2 separate regions of the Rattus norvegicus genome follow, and region 1 is linked to region 2. The links are chromatin contacts, called in public Hi-C maps. All regions are on one chromosome and are shown on one strand. The core of a region is the stretch at or near the end of the contact, and the rest is flanking DNA. Distances in the headings are between cores, read along the strand shown.

The links. Hi-C and Micro-C count contacts between places; a contact is called where the count stands out from the background.
Region 1: a Hi-C map of liver shows a contact between it and region 2, with 6 times the contacts expected there. The contact joins the enhancer-like site here to the promoter of Cenpu in region 2. A contact is called at or near these places in 12 of 12 Hi-C or Micro-C datasets (the A7r5 cell line, the Rat2 cell line, Schwann cells and 7 more) and 1 of 1 datasets of contacts at active chromatin or transcription factors (oligodendrocytes).

What each region holds. Positions count from the first base shown.
Region 1 is chr16:52,704,569-52,710,887 of GRCr8, reverse strand. It overlaps LOC120097420 (a long non-coding RNA gene), which reads right to left. Exons shown (of 3, transcript XR_005494792.1): 3 at 3,939-4,499. Among named protein-coding and RNA genes, the nearest start is that of Helt, 16 kb to the left of the region's middle. Within about 2 kb of position 4,462, at least 5 of the 93 cell types and tissues checked have an H3K27ac peak or open chromatin away from gene starts, as enhancers often do. A contact at or near this core is called in liver, where this site is marked.
Region 2 is chr16:52,467,106-52,473,334 of GRCr8, reverse strand. It overlaps Cenpu (centromere protein U), which reads left to right and starts at 1,673. Exons shown (of 13, transcript NM_001025673.1): 1 at 1,673-1,940; 2 at 3,633-3,681; 3 at 5,538-5,646. The coding sequence starts at 1,900.

The sequences.
Region 1 (6,319 bases), core at 3,213-5,712, 230 kb before region 2:
CTGGGAACTTGGGGATTTCCTGGAGAAATTCTGCATCTCCATTGGGAGGATGAGGAAGGTGAGCTCTGGTGTCAGCGGGTGCTGGCAGGGGCTGGACTGCACAGCAGGAGCAAAGGCAGGCGGGAGAAAGTAGCACAGACTCTTCTTACATCCGGGTCTCTTGGTGGATGGTGCAGCCCACTCTGGGGAAGGACAGTTCCTCCTAAGTTGTCCCTTCCAGAAAAACAACCTCACCACACCAGCCGGAACGTGTGCTTCTTTGTTGTTTCTAGGTCCAATCAAGTCTACAGGCAAGATTAAGTATTGAAATCCGGACCTGTATTCTTTGACTCCCAGTGCACAATAAATGTTTCTGCCTGCAGGGGGAGTGCGGAGATCAGGGCCCAGCAGGTGATCAGGATGGGGTTTCACACAAGGCCATTTAGGGGGACTTCTTGAGTATTTCTGCACAGTGAATAGAAACGGTACTGATTTCTAAAGAGGCTTGGGCACTGGTTCAGGCTTCCCACTGATGACCCTAACAAGTCCTTTCTCCTGATGGTCTTCTTACCCGTGAGAGTTCTCCAGGGGTCGGTGTGAGTGAGAGTCAAGATGCTAGAACACTGCCCTCAACATGAGGACATTGTGTCACCTTCCGTAGCTAGGGCATGGAACAGAGTCCTCAGGACTCTGTAAGTAACAGAGCCAAGAAGACTAAAACTCCCTGAGAAGAATCTCTACGCTCCTCACAATGGTGAGGCCTCCACTTCCCCTTCCGCTGCCCCAGAAAGCCTGTGTTTCAGGGCATGGGGCTGAGTGCGCCCCACAGACCTACCACTCCACCCTGTAGTGAATCTGCCTGTCTGGTCTGTAGTGAGTACCAGGCATGGTGCTGGGCACATGATATATATTTCCTTCTGTAATAGTCACAGTTTGAAGTGATGCAAGTTTTTTTTTTTCTAATAGAAGAGGAAACTTAAGGACAGGATCCCGAAAGGCTTCCCACAGTCGTCTGGCATTCTCTGTCCTCTTGTCCTTTATGTATCAATAGAAAGTTCTACATCCTGCAACACATAGCACCGGAACTCCGTCTCTGGCCTCTAGCTTTATTGTCTCTGGGGTTTCAGTCAGTCCATCATCCAGTGAGACTGGGCTCTGTCGTCTGCGACACACGGGCTCCACTCTTTTTCTTCTTATAATCCCCACCCAACCCACCGACGATTTCCATCAACCAGGACAACTGCCATACACATCCCTGTGGTCAGTGGGCACTTGTTATCTTTTGGCATCTGCCACATAAAGGTCCTTGTTTGCTTGGTTTCCATGACATCAAAGAGAAGAGCCTCTTGTCAATCTCTGTGGACGATTTTTCTTCTTTTCTCTTTTGTGTGCCTCCAGAGTTCTGTCTCAAGCTACCTGGGTCCTCTTTTACTCTCGCGTTTTGTTTAAGAGGTTTTTTTTTCTAAAAAGCTTTAAAAAAGATTTATTTATTTTATGTATGGGAGTATACTTTCGCTCTCTTTAATTGGATCCCATTACAGAGGGTTGTCAGACACCATGTGGTTGTCGGGAATTGAACTCAGGACCTCTGGAAGAGCAGTCAGTGCATGACAGGTTTTCGGCTGTCACACCCATCCTCATTATGCTTCAACACGTCCCTCTTCTGTTCCCTGCCTGCGTTTCTCATGACTCGCTCTCCACATGACTGTCTCTCCACTTGGGTATGCTTGAGGGAGCTCAGCCACACACACCAAGCCATTCAGGGCTGGTCCTGGCACCCTCCTCCCTCTGCTGGTGATAATTCAGTGCTGACATCCATTCACGTCTCAGGGAACTGGCGTTCTACATGCAAATGTCCAGCGGGGATCCAGGCATAAACGAGCAGCTTCCTTTTCTCAGTTTCTGAGCACCGCTCACTCATGGTATTTAAAAAATATGCTTTTTTTTTTTAAATGGGGCTGGAGAGATGGCTCAGTGGTTAAGAGCACTGACTGCTCTTCCAGAGGTCCTGAGTTCAATTCCCAGCAACCACAAGGTGGCTCACAACCATCTGTAAAGAGATCTGATGCCCTCTTCTGGTGTGTCTAAGACAGTGACAGTGTACTCATAGATAATAAATAAATCTGTAACGGAACCAAGGGCTTTGTACATACATTCTAGGCATGTGCTCTCTGAGTGAGTTATATTCCCGGCCTATTTCTTTGAGAAACAGCCTTGCTATATAACTAATTCTGGCCTTGAAGTCAAAATGCCTTGCCTTTACTTCCTAAATACTAGAATTCTAAGTGTCTGCTACCAGCCCTATGTTACATAGCTTCACCACTTCCCATCAATGAATGCCCCTGCCTTGGTCCCGTTGCTCAAGCTCCCTTCAGATGCAATGGAGCAGCAGGCTTGTCTCAAACCTGACATCCACTTTCTTACTTTGTGTCAGCCTCCCGAAAGGGTCCAAATGAGGCTGAGTGTCAGATAGCATCGCTTTCCTCCCTAGAGCTTGGTGGCGCCCCACTGGTGTACAAACAACACCGAATATGCCCGAGGTGCTTTCTGGAGACCCTGGCTGGGCAGCCTGGACTTGAGGACATCCTCCTGTCAGCCTCTCCAGTTATCTCTCCAGTCATACTTCCTTTCCCATCTAGGTTCTGCTCTGACGCCTTCTAGAGACCGTGGATAGGCCGCTGCTCTTCACTCATATCCCTGTCAGTTCTGAGAGTCGGCACCATTTCACATGGACAGCCAAGCCTCTGACAGCACCAGGTACATCCAGTCCTCCTCTTCAACTGGTTTTTATTTTAGTTTTTCATTCATTCATTCATTCATTCATTCATTCATTCATTGTTTCTCTTTACATCCCAATCGCAGTCTCCTTCTCCTCCCAGTCTCCCCTCACACCCCTCCTTTCCCTACCCCTCCCTTTCACCTCTGAGAAGGGGGAGGTCCCCCCACCCTGTGACCTCAAATCACTGCAGCACTAGACATGTCCTCTCCCTCTGAGGCCAGACAAGGCAGACCAGTTAGGGGAATGGGGTCCACAGGCAGGCAACAGAGTCAGGGACAGCCCCTGCTCCAGTTGTTGGGGGACCAAGCTGTACATCTGCCACATCTGGGGGTAGCTAGGTCCAGCCCTTGTATGCGTTTTGGTCAGAGGTTCAGTTTCTGGGAACCCCCAAGGGCCCAGGTTAGTTGACGGATGTTCCTCTGTGGAGTCCCGATCCCTTCCAGTTCCTCCATGACAGTTACTGAGAATCCCTGGCCGTCCCACACTCGTCGGTAGTTTTTCCTCTTTTGCTGTTGTGAACATGGCTTCCTGTCGGGTTCCCACCTCCCCCAGCCCTCAGTCTCTCACCTCCTCCTACACATCTCAGACACGTCTGCCTCTAAGGAGAAAAGTCTCCTCCTGTCCTGAATATTTCTTAATTCTATATGCTCTCGACAACTGGTTTGTTCTTCAAAAATGGACTCCAAAGCTCTGGGTCCTGTTGCCCATTCTGGAGACAAGGCAGGAGAGAAGCTGGTACCAGGAATCTACACTTCCTGGCCCGGCTCTTTCTCCTCAGCTTCGGGGATGTTACCTGGCCAGTGCCAACTCTGGGCTGCTTCCTTTTCTGGTCTTGGTTTCAGATTTCTAATTGTGACATTGAATTACAAGAAAGGAAATAAGGAAGGACCGTCTTGTGCGAAGGTGTCTCTGTCTTCAATTGTCAGCTTTCCGTGAAAATGTTTTCATATGAAATCTTCATGTCCTTCCTAACCCCGATCTGGTAGTGCCAGAAAACGGGCTGGGTCTTTTTTCTACCCAGTTCTCTATTTATTCTCATCCTTGACCCTGGCTTTCCACCAGAAATCAGAGCCCTCTACAGACCTTTCCACCCAAGTTCACGACAGCCTTCCCCTTTTTAGCTCTGGCAGTCAGTGAAAAATTTCCCACCCCCAAATTGACACATTCAAGGAGAAGAAGGTCTTCTCACCCTCGAGTTTATTTGTGTAATGAACCTTGAAGAACATTATAGTAAATACGTGTGTTTTCCAGGATGCCACAGAATTTCATTGGAAAACAATGAAACTAGATTAACCTGAGACCCCCCCCCCTTAGAAAATAAGGACTATAGGATTAGACCACAAGCAGACTAGTAAAGGGGATGGGGTTGTGGTACACCTGATTTTAGCCAGACTTTCCCAAGCTAAATCCAGATAAAACTGCTTCTGTATTAGTAAGTTGGGTGAGTGTGTATAATCTATCATTCAAAAAGTTTTTTTTTAAAGTCTTATGCGTTTGTTTGCGTGCTCGCATGGGCGCACCTGCCGTTGTGCGAGCTGCGTAGACACATCGATGTGGTCAGAGGACAATCTTGGGTGTCAGTTCTTGCTTGTTACCTCCTTTGAAATGAAGTCTTCATGCTCCCTGCTTCGTAGGCTAAGCCGAGAGGCCCATGAACGTCTTCATGCCTTTGCCTTCCGTCTCCCGGTAGGGGGCGCTAAGATCACAGACGTGGGCAGCTGCCTCAAGCTATGTATGGGTTCTGAGGAAGAAATCTCGCGTCCATATTTGTGCCGTTGTAAGTACTTCACCCACGGAACTACCTCCTGGCCCCTAAATATAGTTTTAAAGTACATTCGAAAAGAAAGACTAAGGAGGTAGAGGAGAACTGATTGAAGTAACTTTCACTGACTGAGCTGTCTGGGAAGTGCCAGCCACGGCTGCTACAGGTTGCACTGCATCCTATCTGCATCATGTCCCGTCCCAGGCTTACTTTCAACTAGAGCTGCGACAGATGTAATTAGTTAAAATGAGGTCCTATTGGAGCAGGGACAGGCCATTAACCCAGCCTGGCTGGTGTCCTTACAGGCAAGGGAGAGAGACGGAGAAGACAACAGAAACAGGATCTGGACCTGGGCAAGGTCAGCCACACAACAAACTCTACAGAAAGTCAGGGTACAAACACCATGGTTCGACTCTCAGCTCCATGTCGTTATAGCCTCCAGAACAAGGAACAGCTGAACCTGTTTTCCATGGCGACCTGTAGTGGCACTGAGAAGCTACAAAGATCAGTGGCTCTCCACCTTCCTGATGTTGCGACCCTTTAATACATGTTCCTCATGTCCTGGTGACCCCCAACCACAAAATTGTTTTTGCTGTTACTTCATTACTGTAGTTTTGCTACTGTGATGAACCATAATGTAAATATGATTCTGTGTTTTCTGATGGTCTTAGGGAAACCCTGTGGGGGGGCGACCCACAGGTTGAGAACCTCGGACATAGATGGCCTGCTTGTGGAACACAGGCTCATTTGGGTTTTTTAAACTGTCATGGACCTGCGTCAGTAATCATTAGTACAACAGCTGTTGGGATATCATGGCTGGTTCATACTAAGTTTACTGTTGGTTGCCAGCAGCTCTCCTACATAATCAGGTCTCTTGTGCTTACAAGGATATGAAAGGTTTTCGGGAAATTTAGTGAAAACCGTTTGGTCAGTGTTTCATCTGTAAACGCGCCACTTGCCTAATGATTGATTCATTGAATTTAGCGCGCTTTGTAGTTGACTAAATTTACCACTCATATTGAACAGGACGCCTTTTGCTGCAAGCAGAATTTTCCGGCAAGGCTTCATTCACTGAGATTCAGCTTTGTCTCACAATATTTATTATGTTAGCCTTAATTTATTTCTACTTTTTTTTTCTTTTCTTTTTTTCGGGGCTGGGGATCGAACCCAGGACCTTGCGCTTCCTAGGCAAGCGCTCTACCACTGAGCTAAATCCCCAACCCCCCTCTACTTTTTATTTTATTTCATTTTTTGGTTTTTCCAGACCCAGGTTTCTCTGTATCACAGCTCTGGCTATCCTGGAACTCACAGAGATCTGCCGGCCTCTCCCTTCTAACTATTGGGATTAAAAGCATGCACTACCACTCCTGGCTTAGCTTCAGCTTTGTTTAAAAGCTATCAGGCTAGAAGTAGTATAGTTCCCTTATGGATGAATATATTTAGGAACCAATAAGTCACATTTATCACCAGAAACTCTACCTCAGAATTTTAAATGAAAAAAAAAATTTCTGTTAGCATACTACTTTAGTTTGGATAACTTTCTGTGGAACTATCTTTCTTCTCAGTCCCCACTGGTAATTTCTAATGGCTAAACTAAAACCTAAATTTGTGTATAATATAAAGTTTTCCCATCACTTCTAGTTTAATTCTTACTTTATTCTTATTCTGCACATTAAAAATATCTCTGATTTTAAATGATGTCTGTGTGTGTGGGCTATGTGTACATGTGAGTAGACGAGCCTGTGGAGTCCAGAAGAGGGGGGGGGTCACTTCTCCTGGGGCTGGAGGCACAGGTGGTT
Region 2 (6,229 bases), core at 424-2,923:
CTCTCCAAAGCATGCCAGTTTTCCCTGCTTCCAGGAAGCCCATTTCTACCCATCCGTGAGGAACTTCCTTCAATACCCTCAAGGTGATTTATCCTTCTATGGCAGTCACCCAAATGATTTCTGGGTAATTGTGGACACACAGTTCACTGACAAGGAAATAGGAATAACCTTGAGGGGAAATGTAAATCATAAACACAAGCTTTTCATCTCAGTAGACAGGTGAGTAAAACTCTTTAAAATGCATCAAGTATGCAGAGTTGAGGGAGAGGTGAGTTGAAACAGTCTACAGTTCACAAAACCAGGACCACATCTTACATAGTGGTATCTCTACCGACTGTCCCTAGACACTCACAGACACGTGCCCTGGAAGGTGTGCACAAGAGTGTGTAGATGTGCTCTTGGGAATAGTAAACGGAAGCAACTGATGTGTCCATAGCACCGTAGTACAAACGTGATACAAATAGTTACTTAATGAACTGTAGCTGCATGCAGAAGTAACACTTTAAAATTATGGCTTTGGTGAGGGTACTTGCAGAAAACCTGCTAAAAGTTATTTATAGAGATAGAAATATACAATGATTATACACAGGAGCGTATCAAAACGGAAAAGCATAAAAATGCTAAAAACAAATAAAAAAATCTAGTTAAGGTTGGGAGGACCGTTCATGGGAGAGCCTGGGAACTATAGTTTATGTTCTAATTCAGTAATGTGTTTTTTATTTTTACAGTGTTAAATAACCTTTGCTTGGGACAGCTTGTTTGTATAGCCCTGGCTATCCTGGAAGTCACTCTGTAGACCAGGCCACCTGCTTCTGCCTCTGCAGGGACTAAAGGCATGCATCACCAGACTAGATTGCATGCATATTTTTATTGTGATAAGATGTTTAGCATAAAATTTCCATATTTCATTCTAAGCATTTTTAAGTGTTTAAACACATCCACCTTTGTGCACAACCACCCATCTCTCCCATCACCCCATCTCTAGCATTTACCACCACTGTGCTTTAGGTTAACCAAGAAATCATTGCTGGGGCTGGAGACATGACTCAGTCATTTGGAGCCTCTTGCCAAAGACCCTGAGTTCCATTCCTAAGCTGACAACCATCTGTAACTCCAGTTTCCGGGTATCTGATGCGGTCTTCTGACCTCCACAGGGACCAAGTATGCACACAACGTGTATATATGAATGTATATAATATATAAATGTATAACATTTTTGCAAATATATGCAAAACATTCATACACATAAATCTTAAAAAAGAATCATTGCCAAGTCCAACGTTTTGACTCAGTTTTCTTCTGTTTCCCCGTTTTACCTCTTAAATCTTCGACCCCTTTAAATCAAATTTTCACTCTTTTTTTTGTATCACAAGAAATTTTTAAAAACAAAATCATGAGTATGGATCCAGAAGGGACCTTCCCGCTTTACAAAGAACCTGGAATGGAGGACAAATAGCGTGTCACATTCAACCGCTGCTACAGGGAGCTAAAATCAGCTTCTCCATTTAGCAATGGGAAGGTTTTGACAGTTAGCCAGCAGCTAACAAGCCACCCGGAAGCCCAGGAGTTCCGATAGGCGGGCGGCTGGCTCGGGTCCACCCATAACCACTCCGGCTCGGGGTCATTCCCCGCGCTAGAGGCCGGAGAGTTCTAAATTCCGGAACGGTGACCAGGAGATCGGGTAGGAGGGACAGCCGGGGCAGCTAAGCCGGTTGCTTTGGACTCCGCTCCGCTTCAGGGTGTTATCCAGGCCTAGGTTTTATTCTGCTCTCGCCCAGAAGGCTCTCTGGGACAGCCCCGGAAGAGGCGGAGCATAGAGAAGACTAGGCTCTGATTGGCTGTTCAGAGCAAGGCAGGCTAGGCGCGAGTTTTGGTATCCCGGGTTTTGGGAATGGTAGGATGGCGGCTCGGAGAAGTTTGAGATACTCGGGGGACCCCGGGTAAGTGCTGCCGCCCCGAAATCCTCTCGGGATAGGCTTGACCTGTTCCAGAGATTCCCCCAGCCCCGGGTCCTAGAACCGTGGGGAGGAGATACAATTCCATGAGTCAAGCTGTGTGGTAGAGGAACTCAGACACCAGCGTCGCTTCATGTGACAAATATTAAATATTAATCATCTCTGGCCTGTCGTCATTGCTTTTTATTTCCAAGACCCAGCTGTTTTCATAATAGAAAACATGGTCTCTGATGCAAACCAAATCTCTAGCGAGGGACCAAGCAGCCGTTTCTTTAGAGCTTGGACTGGCCTTGCCTAATTCCTAAAAGGATATTCAGGGTGCGGCCTGAATCTTTTTATTATAAAGAGAAGTGCGCTGAAAAGAGGTGACTAAGCCGCTTCGAAAGATTAGTTCGACCAGCTCCTGGCGAAGGATCTTCTGGGCGTGTCTGGTGTCCAAAGCCTGGTAGAGATCTGGATAGAAAGGTCTCCCCTGCGTAGCGGGTCTTGTGTAGGAAGATTACTTGTGGAAGATGGTGCTTGTAGCTAACCACAGGACAGAGTTGGTGGGGATCCACACTCAGGGAGCAGTGGGGAGGAAGATTTAAAAAGAAATTTAGGGGGCTGGAGAAAGGACTCAGTGGTTAAGAGCACCGACTGCTCTTCTAGAGGTCCTGAGTTCAAATCCCAGCAACCACATGGTGGCTCACAACCATCTGTAATGAGATCTGATGCCCTTTTCTGGTGTGTCTGAAGACAGCTACAGTGTACTCATATATAATAAATAAAAATCTTTTAAAAACAAAGAAATTTAGGGAGAGGGCAAAGGAGCTTATCAGGGGATGCTGGTTTGTGCTTTTAATTTTTGGTTGTTCGAGACAAAATTTCTCCGTGTAACCCTGGTTGTCCTGGAGCTCACGCTGTACCAGGCTGGCCATAAACTCAGAGATCACCTGCCTCTGCCTCCCAAGTGCTGAGATTAAAGGCATGAGCCACCACCGCTGGGCAAGGGAAAGGAGCTTAAAACTTGATCTGCTAAATCAGTGTTGTTTGTTTCAACATCTTGAAGTTTGAAATTTATGAAATCCGTTCATCCATCACTCCTAAAACACACAGGTGCATACAGCGAGATTATATAAATGGTTACTATAGAGATTTCCTTCCTTTGGAAGCTGCTCCAGGACTCCAGCCCAAAGGCAGAAGGAAATTTCTTTGTTTTTGGAGTGCACACAAGATACAGATGGAAAGAGTTGAGGCTAAGCAGTTTATGCCTCCAGGTTTTCCCACCTACTTCTGTCTCCAGGGGCCATCCTGAAGTCACTTGAGCTTTCTGAACCCAGAATCACAGTCTGTGGTTATCACAAAGCAAATGCTGTACGGGTCTGAGAATCAATTAAAGCCGGAGTTGGTTGGAAATGAGAAATCTTGCCCCCCCAACCCCATCCAGAATTCCTGGGGCATTATATGCTGGGAGCGTGGCGCCGATAAATCTTTTATATTGTAACCTAATACAACTGAGATGGTTTACAAAGTGATAGGTGTCTCCAGTGATTTATTGTAATGGCTTCCACTCTGCTGGGTGAGCATTAAGGAAGATAATTTGGAAAGGCTTGTCTGGGAAGGATCACAGTTTATTCCCATTTACTTAAAATGCCTCCTAGTTTCCCTTTTAAATTTTTGTCATCTGTGTTTTAATAGTGCAAAACGTTCAAGGAACACATTGGGAAGCACAAATTCCAGGAAACAGGTAAGTAATCTTTGTTAATGTGGTTTTTTCTTAAGCCATTGAAAGCTATCATTTTGTGGGAATCACATTTTTATAGACTTTTCTTAAACTTGCCTTCCTTCTTCCTCCTCCTCCTCCTCTCCCTCCTCCTCTTCTTCTTCCTCCTCTTCCTCCTCCTCCTCCTCCTTCTTCTCTCTCTCTCTTTCTCTCTCTCTTATTTTGACAAGGTTTCTCTATAGCCTTGGCTCTCCTGGAACTCACTGTGTAGACTGGTCTAGGCCTTGAACTCACAGAAATCCACCTGTATCTGTCTCCTGAGTGCTGGGCCACCATCACCACCTTAGCCTCTGCCTCCACACTTGACAAACATTTTTTATAGCAGCTTTAAAAAGCGTTTTATCCAGCGTGGTGGAGAAAAGGAACTTCGTTAACATTTTAGAGCCATCTTCTCTTCTGAAGCTAGTTAGATATTATTTTTATTCAGATAATTGACATCACATAAAGCTTTATAATGTCCTGAGATGTCATTTTTTCACTTATCAGCAATTTCTCCATGCTACAGTATTAATAATTAACTAATAATATGCTAATAATTAGTAATGGATAAACTATTATCCATTGCCATTTCAAGTTAGTGTGATGAGGGCGCTTGCTTTTCGGGTTTGGGGTTAGCCCGTCGGAGCGCTTTTGGGGTTCTTATTTGCCCCTGGCTTACTCCATCTCTGGTAGGTTCCCTGCTCTGCTGAACTGGCTCTAGCATTGTGGTGGGTCCCCAGGGGGATCTTGTTCCTTTCTCCTGCCCACCACTGCTCAGAGTGGCTAGAACCCACTGTGCCCTGGGGGCTTTCTCCATGCTGGTGTCTAGAATGGTTTTTCATGGCTTTCAGGTCCTCTGCCTGGGAGGCATTCGACTCGCAGGTGATGGCTGCCTCTTTGGCTTGAGAATAAACCTTCTGCTGTGCCTTGGCATTTCTCCGTAGAGCTAGCTCTCTGGGAACGATGACTTCCCCGAGGCTTGGAGTTTTGTCTGCCAGAGCTATTGCATGTCTTCCAGACTTTCCTTATCTGTTAGTAATAATATCCTTTTGTAGTTTGTGAGCCACCATAGAAGATCTTCTCGTCTTGGTCTTTCGTCAGGATTTAGGGTTAATCTGTGTATTGAATGAGATTGAACTGTGAGCCCTGGTCTCTGTCCTGTAGGAAGGAGGCTGTATCCTGGCATGCATTTAAAACTGCTTATGAGCTTTTGGGCACGTGTCCTTTTTCAGGGGAGGGGAATCCCAGGTTCTCCTATATCGAGGAATTGGGTAAACGATACCCTGAGGGCCAAATGTAGCCTGCCGTCTGTCTTTGTGCAGCCTTGTGAACCAAGAATGTTAGGGGTTTTGTTTGTTTTGTTTGCATTCTAAAATGATTTGAATAGGTGGAAGTGAAGGCTCTTACCTATTTATAATCCTAGCACTTGGGAAGACTTCCGGGAGTTGAGTTCAAGGCCAGTCTGCATGCATAGTGAGACCCTGTCTCAAAAAAGAAAACAACAAAACAAAAACAAAACGCTGACTTAGAATGAGCAGTGAAAATGATAGGAAACTCTCAGTCAAGTTCAGTTGAAACATAGTCACGGTCATTCCTTCCTGTCTTGTCAATGTCTGCTTCCGTATGTAACAGCACAGAAGCCTAGTGGTCCACAGAGCCAAGATGTCTGCTCTCTGGTCTCCATTGAAATGGTTCCCCCCTCCCTGCCTCCGATCATCAGAGCAGTCTGGGTTCAGGTGTCTCCATTGATTGTAGGACTAGCTAGAGTGCCTGTCCTTAGGAGGTGAGTTTAAACAGTAAAACAGTTGGCTGTTTCAGTGATTGCGTTTATTAACTTTTAGAAAGCTGGTCAGAAGCCCAAGCGCAAGGATGTGTTCGACTTTCCTAATACATCCGATGTCTCAAGCATGCTGAGAGAACTCGAGGAAGAAGAACCTTACGAAACCTTCGGTCAGTGTTCTAAGTCCCTTTCCATGGCTGGAAGCAACCGCGCTTAGTTCACGAGAGTCATGTGGTCATCTCCACTATCTAATTCCAGAACATTTTTGGCCTAGAACCTCCTGACACCAGTCACCCCGCCTCCCTTGCCTTGATCCCTGGATCATAAATTCACTTCCAGTTTCTGTGGAGGTCCTTGAACCACTTGGACTTAAGCTTTGTACAGGGTGATAAGAATGGATGGATTGCATTCTTCTACATGCTGACCTCCAGTTGAACCAGCACCATTTGTTGAAAATGCTATCTTTTTTCCATTGGATGGTTTTACTAACTAACTAGTGCAGTGGCTACCCAGGTATGATATGGCAGTGAGGAAAGGCTATGTTAGGTCCCATTAGTGTTCATTTGTATTCCTAAACATTTCTAATATACACGAGGATACAGAGAAATGATCTGAAACCATTTCTTTAAAAAGTGTTGCTTAGATTTATTTTGAGGGTATGAGGATTTTGCTTGCAGATATGTCTGTAGCATTGCATGCATGGTGTCCATGGAGGCCAGGAGAGGGCATTGGATGTCCTGGAATTGGAGTTAC